2 separate regions of the Oryzias latipes genome follow, and region 1 is linked to region 2. The links are chromatin contacts, called in public Hi-C maps. All regions are on one chromosome and are shown on one strand. Each heading gives the region's core, a stretch centred on a gene start, on an enhancer-like site or on the middle of the called end of the contact. The rest is flanking DNA. Distances are from core to core; before and after follow the strand shown. Region 1 holds the start of nom1 (nucleolar MIF4G domain-containing protein 1). Region 2 holds the start of en2 (engrailed homeobox 2).

The links. Hi-C and Micro-C count contacts between places; a contact is called where the count stands out from the background.
Region 1: a contact with region 2 is called in a Hi-C map of embryo, with 2.3 times the contacts expected there. The contact joins the promoter of nom1 here to the promoter of en2 in region 2. A contact is called at or near these places in 3 of 5 Hi-C or Micro-C datasets (embryo and gastrula embryo).

What each region holds. Positions count from the first base shown.
Region 1 is chr20:19,631,304-19,636,199 of ASM223467v1, reverse strand. nom1 (nucleolar MIF4G domain-containing protein 1) reads right to left here and starts at 1,652. Exons shown (of 11, transcript XM_004081114.3): 1 at 574-1,652; 2 at 377-489. The coding sequence starts at 1,467. It overlaps lmbr1 (limb region 1 protein homolog), which reads left to right and starts at 1,734. Exons shown (of 17, transcript XM_023949893.1): 1 at 1,734-1,931. The coding sequence starts at 1,869.
Region 2 is chr20:19,458,160-19,463,488 of ASM223467v1, reverse strand. It overlaps en2 (engrailed homeobox 2), which reads right to left and starts at 3,959. Exons shown (of 5, transcript NM_001104744.1): 1 at 3,409-3,959; 2 at 3,404-3,407; 3 at 3,190-3,402; 4 at 3,125-3,188; 5 at 1-1,583. The coding sequence starts at 3,614. The coding sequence ends at 1,264. The region is part of intron 4 of LOC105356694 (a long non-coding RNA gene); the gene reads left to right.

The DNA.
Region 1 (4,896 bases), core at 403-2,902, 180 kb before region 2:
AATCCAACCAGTTATTCAATGGGGTTTATAGCAAATCTTAAAATGTCTGATAAAGGCTTCTTAGGACTTCATCCAAACCTTTCAAGAAATTTCATTAAAGCTCATTTTCCTTACAAGCTAATTTATTTTATTCTGCAATCAGAATAAAATATAATTGTATACACGATGTGATCACACATTGAATGGTATAGAACCGTTTTACAGAAATCAAATGTATTAAACTTTCTTTTAAATACAGGTCATATCAGGATTTGGGTCAAATATAGTTTTCCAAGAAGGGCTGAATTCAGATGGTTAAAGAAAACAGATTGAAGATTACAAGTTGACAATCCAAAAAAATGTATATAACTTTATAAACATATAGAAGAACTGCTACCTGTTCAAGAGGCCTTTGATATTCCTTCGGAGCTTTTCCAGCTCAGCTTTGCGTTTATCATCTCCAGCGTTACGCAGCTGAGGTGGAACGTACTTTCCAGGTTCAGTGGTGACCTTAACATTAGGAGAACATCATTCATAAATAAATGCACGTCTCAGCGTTTGGTAAAACTAGGAATTCTAAGCATCTGAACTTACAGCTTCTGACTTTAAGCTGGGAGGAGCTTTTTCATCACTCTGATCTTCATCCTCTGATTCTTCTTTGTTTTCTTCATCTGCAGCATCACTTTCCATCAGCTCATCACTGCCTTCCCTTACATCCTCCTCCTCATCTTCCTCCATGTCATCCTCCTCTTTATCATCATCATCATCATCATCATCATTTTCGCTCACTTCACTGGCCATCTCATCTTCAGCTTTTTCATCTTCTTCTGACTGCTGAGTGTCGCTCTCTTCAAGTTTTTCGAAGTTCTCTTTGGCCATCTCCATGTCGTCATCATCATCATCACCTCTGTACATTCCTGCAGCCGCGGAACCAGAGTCGAGAACACCCAGGATGTAATCTAGCCCATCAGTCACAAAAGACTGAGGAAGAGTCTTCTTGTTTTTCCTCTTGTTCAGCCCAAGAAACCGCTCTAGCTTCTTTATTTCTCTGTCCTCTTGTTCATTTGCCTCCAACAGCGCCATCTGTCTTGACTCTTTCAGTCTGTTGACTTGTTTCCCTTTTTTGGTGGATTCCTTTTTTTTAGATTTGTCTTTATCCACAGAGGCAGCCTTTGACACATCCTTACTTTTATCCGTCTTTTTATCCGGATTTTCTGTTTTCGTTGTGCTCTTGCCATCGTTGGGGGTTAAACAGGGACTCTTCTTCTTGCCTTCGTAGTGACTCTTCATTCGGGCTTTCTTCATTTTTCGCTTCTCTTTGCGTAGTTCTTTTCTGCTTTTCTTTTTCACAAACCTCAGCTCATTTCTGCTCCCGACTTCGTCTGGACCACTTTGACTTTTAACGAAATCATCCACGGTCGTCATGTACTTTTGTAGCACTGGATTCGCCTTCTTTTTCTTCATTTTCTGCCTAATTTTGCCTTTCATTTTTACAAATTTAACTCAAAGTGGGTCATTCCATAAAATATTTCAGCTCTCTTAAATAGAAAACTTGGCATCCACAATTGCTATATTAATACTTTTTTTAATCATCTATTTTCTTTTTATTACCTAAACAGCACATGCGGACGCTGTTGTTGATATGACCTATGGACACGTGACAATCTGCTTCCGGGGCACACCGGAAGCCCGCCCCCTGCTGGTGACGGCGTTTATTTGGGGGCGGTTTGTATTTGTAAAGGAGCGGCTTGTACTTCGCTTTTAACTGTCACTGGGCTGTTTATGCCGAGGAGAGGAGCAGCTGGAGATTTTGGAAGGTGTTGCCAGTCGCGCGAACCGTGATGTAGAGGGCGTGTCGCTTTTTTTTCTTCGTATTTGCAATATGAAGAATGGAAGAAGACGATGTTACCATCAGAGAGCAGAATTTTCATAGCCAAGTTCGAGAGTATATCGTAAGTAACGGAACTGCAAGCCAAGGCTAGCTGGCTATATAGCTAGCTGGCTAACGTCTTTAGTCCTGACTTAGGCACTAAATAATCGTAATTATTGCAATCACATTAGAAACCATGAATCCAACTTTTATTTTCTAATTAACAATAGCACTGTTTGTAATTTGAATACAGAAAACATTAACAGATTTCTAATAAAACACTTGTGTTCGCAACACTGCGTTAGCTGCTGCTAGCTTAGCACCTTAATACGGAGGAGGTACTAGAAAGAAAAACGACTTTTAGTTAATTCCTACGTAATTTATTTATGTGTCAAGAATCCAACTTATAGAAAGTGAATTAGAAAAGAATAAAGATTTTATTCATCTGTTTTTATTTTTGAGCACTCAAATCTTAGTCTTTGCTAATATCAGTGTTTAATCAATGTGATTTTATTTTATTTCTATGTATATCGTTTTAAAAAAATACTTTAAGCAAAAATAATACATCCCTGTTTGTCTGGGACTGACAAATTTAGACTGAAAAGCAGCACATGTTAAATGTTATGTTCCTGAATGCACACAAATATTTTGGTTATTATTGTGCAGCTATTTACAATTCATTCCTGCACCAATGGATATAAGTGCATCAATACGTGGGTAATTATTTTTGACCTGAGCATAACCGGATAAGCTTGTTTGAAAGGGACAAAGGGCTGGGTTTGAAATAAAAAAGGATCAGGCTGACCAATATTTACTTTGAAAATGCCACCTCCATGTTTTCACTGAATCGGAAGGACTTATAATTAGTTTGAAATTAACAGTTAAGTTGGTTTTATCAAATTAATTAGTTTTAAAATGGTTTTATTTTGTCATTTTTCAAGCAAAAATGGCATTTGCATTTTTTTTCTACATAATATTTTATAATTACCTTAATGATAATGAAATCTTTTTCAATTTAAACCATTTTAGATTTAACAAAATGGTTTTAGAAGTAGATAAATGAATACATGGTTTAATTGAATCCTGTTGAATTATAATTCCAGTTAAATTATCTTATAAATTTTAACCTTAATTTGATTTAATATTGAGAAATGGGGTCTACACATTTAAGTGTGTTATTTAACTGTTCTTCCTTAAAATAACTGTTGAGAACTCTAATTCTCATAAAATTATTTTAAAAAGAGTTCTTGACAAATACATAGATTCACTATCTACTATTTCATTGGCGACCTCAACATCCCAGGTTTGGCTTGCACATTTTGTCCCGAGTGTCTATAGCTGCGTCTGAGGCCTGTATCCCATATCAGCTTGCTTTACATAATCCCTCTGCACCAAGTTGTAATGTGAGTGTATCGTCTAACATTAATGATTAGGAGAACCATCATAAGGATGGTTTTCTGTCTGATGTTACTTCTGTGGTAGTGCTGAGTCAAAGCTGGTCAACATGTTTCAGTCACAAGATGTTACACTTGTTTTGATGGATGTTAAATCTGGAAACCTGTGTTTTCTACGGTGTCAATATTTCTTATAATGTTTCCTGGCAAGTTTGTCAAAAACTACTCTAAAAGTACCCTGCTGTGGGAAAATAGTCTAGGTAGCATGACATTTAAAAAAAAAAATGTGGCTCAACTAGTCATTTGAACAAAATTCAAGGATGCCTCTGCATGTTGTCACTTTGCTTTGACATGTTTCTCTGAATATGAAAGGTCTGTTCCATCAGAATTGCATTTCTTTTTTATCATAACATTGTGATGCACACTTTTTTAGTTTGTGAAACCTCCTTCTATTAAATCATTTTATTGGAATATTTGGGACATAGCAGTTACTTGCATGAACTTTCCAAAGGTTAGAACAACAAATACTTTGGAGTTTATCTGTCATAGGTTTAAGAAAACTACAGCAAACCAATTAAGATCGTTTGCAAATTGTTAGAGTTGGTGTCTTCCCAATATCCATGCATATTTTTATCTAAATGTGACTTTTTCCTCAGAACAGTGTTATCAATAACAAGGTTTACTGCTGCATTGACTGTTTTGCTTGCTTTTCTGTGCTGTTACCCATCTGTCTTTCTGTTTGTGTTGGTTTATCAGTTTAAAAGCTCCAGATTCTGCGTTGTTTGGGATTTTTTACCCAACCAGCATCATTACAGGCTGTAGTTTCAATTAAAAATGTGTTTATTGTGCAGCTTGCGAAGGGGGGAAATGGTTGTACATTTGTTACATAGCATTTTGTATTCTTTTCAAGACCGGTTGAGGAGATTTGTCTGAAATGTATACGGTCTGGCTGAGTCATTTCATAATCAGAGCTCGAGCCATGCTGAGTTATGCAGTGCTGACAGGCTGCAAAGTGCTGAACTGAGGGCTTCTAACATTAGTTACATGCTGTCTCACTATGGCGGTAGAGGAGAGGAAACGGGATCTTTCTGACTATCCAGCTTGTTGTGAATCTTTGGTTATCTAATTAGTCTTAAGTATACAGAGATAAACAATGATTTATTGCTCCCTGTTCATTTGCCCACCTTAACTGGGCCATAAAGAGAAAAAGAAATTTACATTTATTTTTTTTCTGAACGTAAGAAAATGTACATTTTAGTGACATTTATCTTCCTGTTATGTTAAGGATCAGGGTTTGGGTGACAAGTATGTTTCTTGAAATGTTTAAGGGATTTGTCCAACATTGAGGTGATGATATTTGGATATCACCTGAGGTTGGTGTTTTCTGTAATCATATCAATTGTGTTGTTGAACACCTTTTAGTTGACCTTTTCACCGCTTTAATTTTGAAAGTCACTCTGAAACTAAGCTATTTCACTTTTGAGTTTTTCCCCTGTAAATATTTTTAAACTAATTGATTTAGTGTAATTTATTAGACAAGAATAATCAAACATTTGGGTATACATATCAATTCAAATGAATGGACGTGTCGAAACGTTTGACTGGTAGGGTAGTCTTGTCAAACCAGCTGATTAACTGATTGAGAATAAATAA
Region 2 (5,329 bases), core at 2,710-5,209:
AGAGTAGTTATTGCAAGATAAACAAGCAGTGTAAACACCTCAGATATCTACTCTAAAGCAACACTGGTCATTGGATAGATTTTTTTTCTCAATATAATCTATATAAATACACATATGAAGTCCTTTCAACAACAATAAGCGATTTCCAACATCTGTAATACAGTCACTGACAGATTTGCCTACTTTGTATGATAAATGGATATGTCATAAGAAGTTTCATCTTGGATTTCCTCCAATAAAAAAAAAAACAACCAATAACCAGCATTCATCGTCAAGAGTGCGAAAATGGTATTAATCATTGTCTTCATGCTACAGTGTTGTTTCTGTGACTGAAAAGCCAGCATTACAGTCTTTATCTCGCTACAAAATGAATTATATATTGCTATTTCAAACTATAATAACTGTGCAGACACATTGGTATGATGAAGGGGAGATGCACAGCTTTCAATAAAGACTATGAATCAAAAGCAAGGCCTAACTTAGTGGTATGGTTAAGTGGCGTGTTAGAAAAACAATCTATTTCAGTTTCTTTGAAAAAAAATGTAACTTTTGTGGGGTTTTTTTTTTAAAAACAGCGTAAAAAGATCTACAAAAAGCCCAATTAGCAGTGTTTGACACAAGTATCTCCTTCAGTCCATTTCTTTTTTACACCAAATACGATGAAGGAAACCAATAGAATTGGCATTAAAGTGGAGTTTACACTTCCTAAAATTCACAGTAGCCTGGATGCAGCAGAAAAATCGTCTTTGGACTTCAGTCTTTTTCACTTCACTGGCAGATCGAGGGCCAGTCCTCAAAATAATAACAATCACATTGGATATAAAAAAAAGGGGGGGGGGGCGTTGAGCGTGTGTTCCTCTTGAAAGGGGCGGGGACAACAAAGAATGAAAACATACTTTTTATACAACATCTTTTATAGACGTGATATTGCAGAAATATGTCTCTGTTATTCTTTAAAACAATTTATGCTGGTATATTCTATACACTGGCCCTTTATTTTTAACATTTTATTGCATTGTAGACTTGATTAAGCCTCCCATAGAACGAAAAAGCACTATAATATTCCCATAGGAAGCTATGGTTTCCTTAAAAACCCAAGGATTCTTGTGACCTTTTGCACTGGATTCATCCGTAAATGACTGATAAGTAGTATTTTTATGTGCTGTGACATTAAATATTCCTGTATTTTTGTGATATCTCTATAAAAATCTATCATAGGATTACTATAAGTTCTTTTTCGTCAGGAGGCGTGTTGTTTCCAAATCAATCGCTGTCTGATTTTTCGTCCTTCGACGTGACGGTGGCGTGATTGTACAGTCCCTGTGCCATCAGGTGCAGGGCCAGAGTGTTCTTGGTGCCGCTGGCTTTCTTGATTTTGGCCCTTTTGTTCTGAAACCAGATCTTGATTTGGGATTCGTTCAGGCCCAGCTCCTGCGCTAAGTTCTGCCGCCTCTGCTCCGTCAAATACCGATTTGTCTGAAACTCCGTTTTTAGTCTTTGCAGCTGCTCTGCGGTGAAGGCCGTCCGTGGTCTCTTGTCCTCTTTGCTGGTCGATTTCTTCTTTGGTTTGCGGGATCTTGGCCCTGTGTCGTGAGGGGACGGGGAGGTAGGGGGTTACAGACACATTTGGTTTGTCAGAGAGGGAGGGAAAAAGCGCAACTAAAAGTCTTAAAAACACAATTAAAGCTGAGCAAACAATTATCCAAACGAGTGCGCAACACAGACACGAGTGTAGCCTAAAATTCTACCACTTTGCATTCATTGCAGTGCCTTCAAAAGTATCCACAATTTGGTGCGTAAAAGATGTTTTAAAAAAACAAACAAAAAAAAAAACCATATCATCTAGAACTACAAATCCTCCAAAATCTAAAAAAAAAGGAAAACAAAACACCACGTGTCCATGTCCCTATTTTTTTTCCAATCAAATACCAAATGAAAAGTATATTTTTTGCTGTCATTATTCATAAACCCGCGTAAATAAATTAAATCATGAAACAAATCTTGCTACTCCAAGAAAAACGAGCAAAAAAACAAAAACCAAAGCATGCATGCTTCCCTGTTGCTCTGCACACATGCACGCAGCTCACATACATGCACGCTGCACACATGCAGGCTGCACACTCACCGCCACCATCTGAAGCAATACTAGTCAATTACAGCGTAGAAGCACCGCTGACGCAGCCTAAAGCCTCTGTCCTGCAAAGTTCGTCCTAAAACTGGTTCGATTGCAGAGCTGCTGCTTTGCATTTTCCCCCCTTTGTACGCCACTTGAAAAGCTCCTCAATGAACAAACGTGAACAGAATCTGAGCAGCTCACATTACAGACACATTAATTTTCCAACTGGATGGAGGCCTGTTCGATGGAGCTGTGTCAGTGCCGCGTGTTGAATCTATTCAAAACAGTGCGCTAAAACACGGCCGAAGCTGCTAAAATTCGGCCAGAAGTTCATGAATCAGTGTTCGGCAGCTTTACAACTCGTAGTAGTGAAGGTACACGCCTTTCCATATGGTTACATAATGCATAGGAACAAGTTGTACTCCACTTTTTGAAAGAAAAACACTCGGCCTTGCTTTAATACGCTGAGTCTGCGCTGGTTTTCTTTCAAAATAGAATGAATTCTTATCACTTAATGTTGGTCAGTTAGAACATTTTTGTGTATTTTTACGCACTACTTGTGCAGCTCCAACAACAAATACGATTTTATAGACGCCTTATACTGTTTACTGCATGCATAACTTTCCTCTTATGTCTTTCTGTTGAACATTCCGGCAAAAAACCTTAAGAATTTGTTATTTAATATAGTTTGACTTATAATAATAATTGGTTAAACTGTTTTATCCTTTGATAATTAAAACGTTACCGTTGTTATTGTTTTAATTTTACACTTTAAAGGTAAATTTTTGTGTCTCTTTTGTCATGCATTAAATGATTACTGATTGCTTGTATTTTTATTTATTTATTTTTGCGTGAAATGGATTCGTTTTTGTGAATGTTCGGTCGGCGCTAATGCGCGCTGCCTGCTTCACTCTGCCATTGGAAAATCGGTCAAGCCATCCGGGGTCAGTGTTACGGGGTATTTCAGGTTAGCGTGAGTGCGGGGTTGTAAAAACGCATGCCACCAACCTGAAGAAGGCCGGTCCGAGTATCTGGTGCAGTAGACCCACGCTGGCCACAGCATGGGCTGCGCCGAAGCGGATGGGTTCGAGCTGGCTTGGGAACTGTCTGAGTCTGAGCTTAGGCACTGGTCTCCACTCTCCCCCAGGGGTTGCAGTGGCTCCTCGGCGGATATAGTGGGCTTCTTTGCGCCGGTGACTGTGTGTGGAGTGGAGGTCCCCTCTGCTGGAACGGTGCTCCCCACAGGCTCGGTCTGGGGTGCGGCGGGGCTGTTGTGGTTGTTCTCCCGCGACGCGAGGCTCTCCTCGCGGTTTGCGCCTGCGTCCTTTCTCCGTCCAAAATCCGGCCGCAGGATGTTGTCGATGAAAAAATTGGTGACTCGGTGAGGAATCTGCAGGTTCCCCGGCGCCTGCAGGAGGGGAAGGATGGCTCTGTTGGATTCGTCTGCCGACTCCTGCCGCTCCACCACATCTCTGCTGCCGCGATCATTTTCTTCCATACTGATTCACTTTCCCCGCTTTACTCGCGTTAACCCCTTTATCGCTCCCTCCGCTGCAATAAGATTCGCGCAGAACTTCGGGGAAATGGGATTGCCCAAAAAGAAAACCAGCACTGGTTGAAGAAATAAATACAACCTCAAAGAATACGCAGTGCCCTGGACACCATGCAAAGTCTTGCGGCCGTGTCCTTTGAGAAAAGCATAATTTTAGACATATATTCCCTCACTCTCGGGTTACAACTGAAAGCTCTCAGCTAAAGCATCTGCCATTTGCGCACCAACAGATTCACTGCCACTGGATTTCAGCGTGCCCAGTAAAGCCTACACCTAAACTAAACTAGGGGTAAATAAAGAGGCTCCTAAACTGATGCTCTAATACTCTCACTCTGGAGTTTTGTTCTTATTTTCAATACGAGCCCCCTAAGTGACGCTCTCCCACCGTCCTCCCAGACACGTGCCTTAGACCAATAGCATGCCAGAAACCAAGCCACATGACGCAGACTCTGGAGCAGTCCACAAACGCCCATCCTTCCCTTGTAAAGAGAAAGAGTCCCGGACTATGGGAGAGGAAGTCTAATTTAAATCCAGTGCATGCTCCTACACAGGCTACTCCCAATATTTCATCTGCATTTGAGAAACGGTGACATGTTTTATTTTATTTATTTGAGAGTTTGGAAGCGCAGTGCGCATCAGTGCGCGTAAAACAATAGGTGATTGAAGCATCGGTTGTCAAAGTGAACCGCAAGGACCCCCGGGGTTCCTTGCTTACAGGGCAGGCATTCCCGATGAGAGAAGAAAAAACACATTTCAGCGCATTTAAATGCACCGCAACATAGTTTTAAAACAAAATATTCAAAAAATGTATTTCTAGTGGGTGCACGTGGTTCACGTTAGCCCAATTAAGACTGAAAACACCTTTACCTAAAGGAATAAATGTTTTACGTCAAATGACCTATTGTGGAAATCCAGGATTTGAAAATTACGCAAATAAAAAAAATATGATCTTGGATATAAATGAAAAGCTTACTGGATGTGGATTACGCACTACATTAAATACACACACAAGATGCAAACAGAGCTCAACTTGAAATTGTCTTTTTCTGTAAGAAAACGACAAATTGGCACGTCAAAGCTTCAATTTTAAACTACTTAAGCATTTTTTTTCTGTTTAATCATCTAAAACGTCTCTGTTTTCTTATGGAACAGCACGTCGTTTACGCATTTGAATATTTCTGTTCATTCTGGACTCCGCTTCTGTCTTTTAGTTGGTAGTAAAATTCATCAGAAATGAAAGGTGACAGCCCGAGAGTCCTTCTTGTGTGATTTCAAAGGCGCAGGGAAGCGTGATGAGTCTTCCCATGTTCTGCTGTTTGCCTGTCGTGACGCTGCGCTCGACCCAGAACTGGGTCCGTATCCCTTTAAAAGAAATCAGTGATGCAAACAAACTGTTTTGTGCGCGCCGCTCCCGACCCAGAGTCGCGGCAAAGACAAAACTTTGAGTAACTTTACTGACCAGAGTAAAGTTTGCAGTTGTTCTCCCAGGGCGCCGCCGGTGGCTGAGCCGGTTCTCCACCGACGTTTGAACCAGGACTGCGCGTGAGTGAAGCAGGGATGCGAGGATGAGGAAGAGCAAAGCACAGACAAAGTCAGTGAGGAGCTTCTCCGTGTTTCAGTTTGTTGGAAAAACAATGATCCTTTTTTAACTTTTCTTAAAA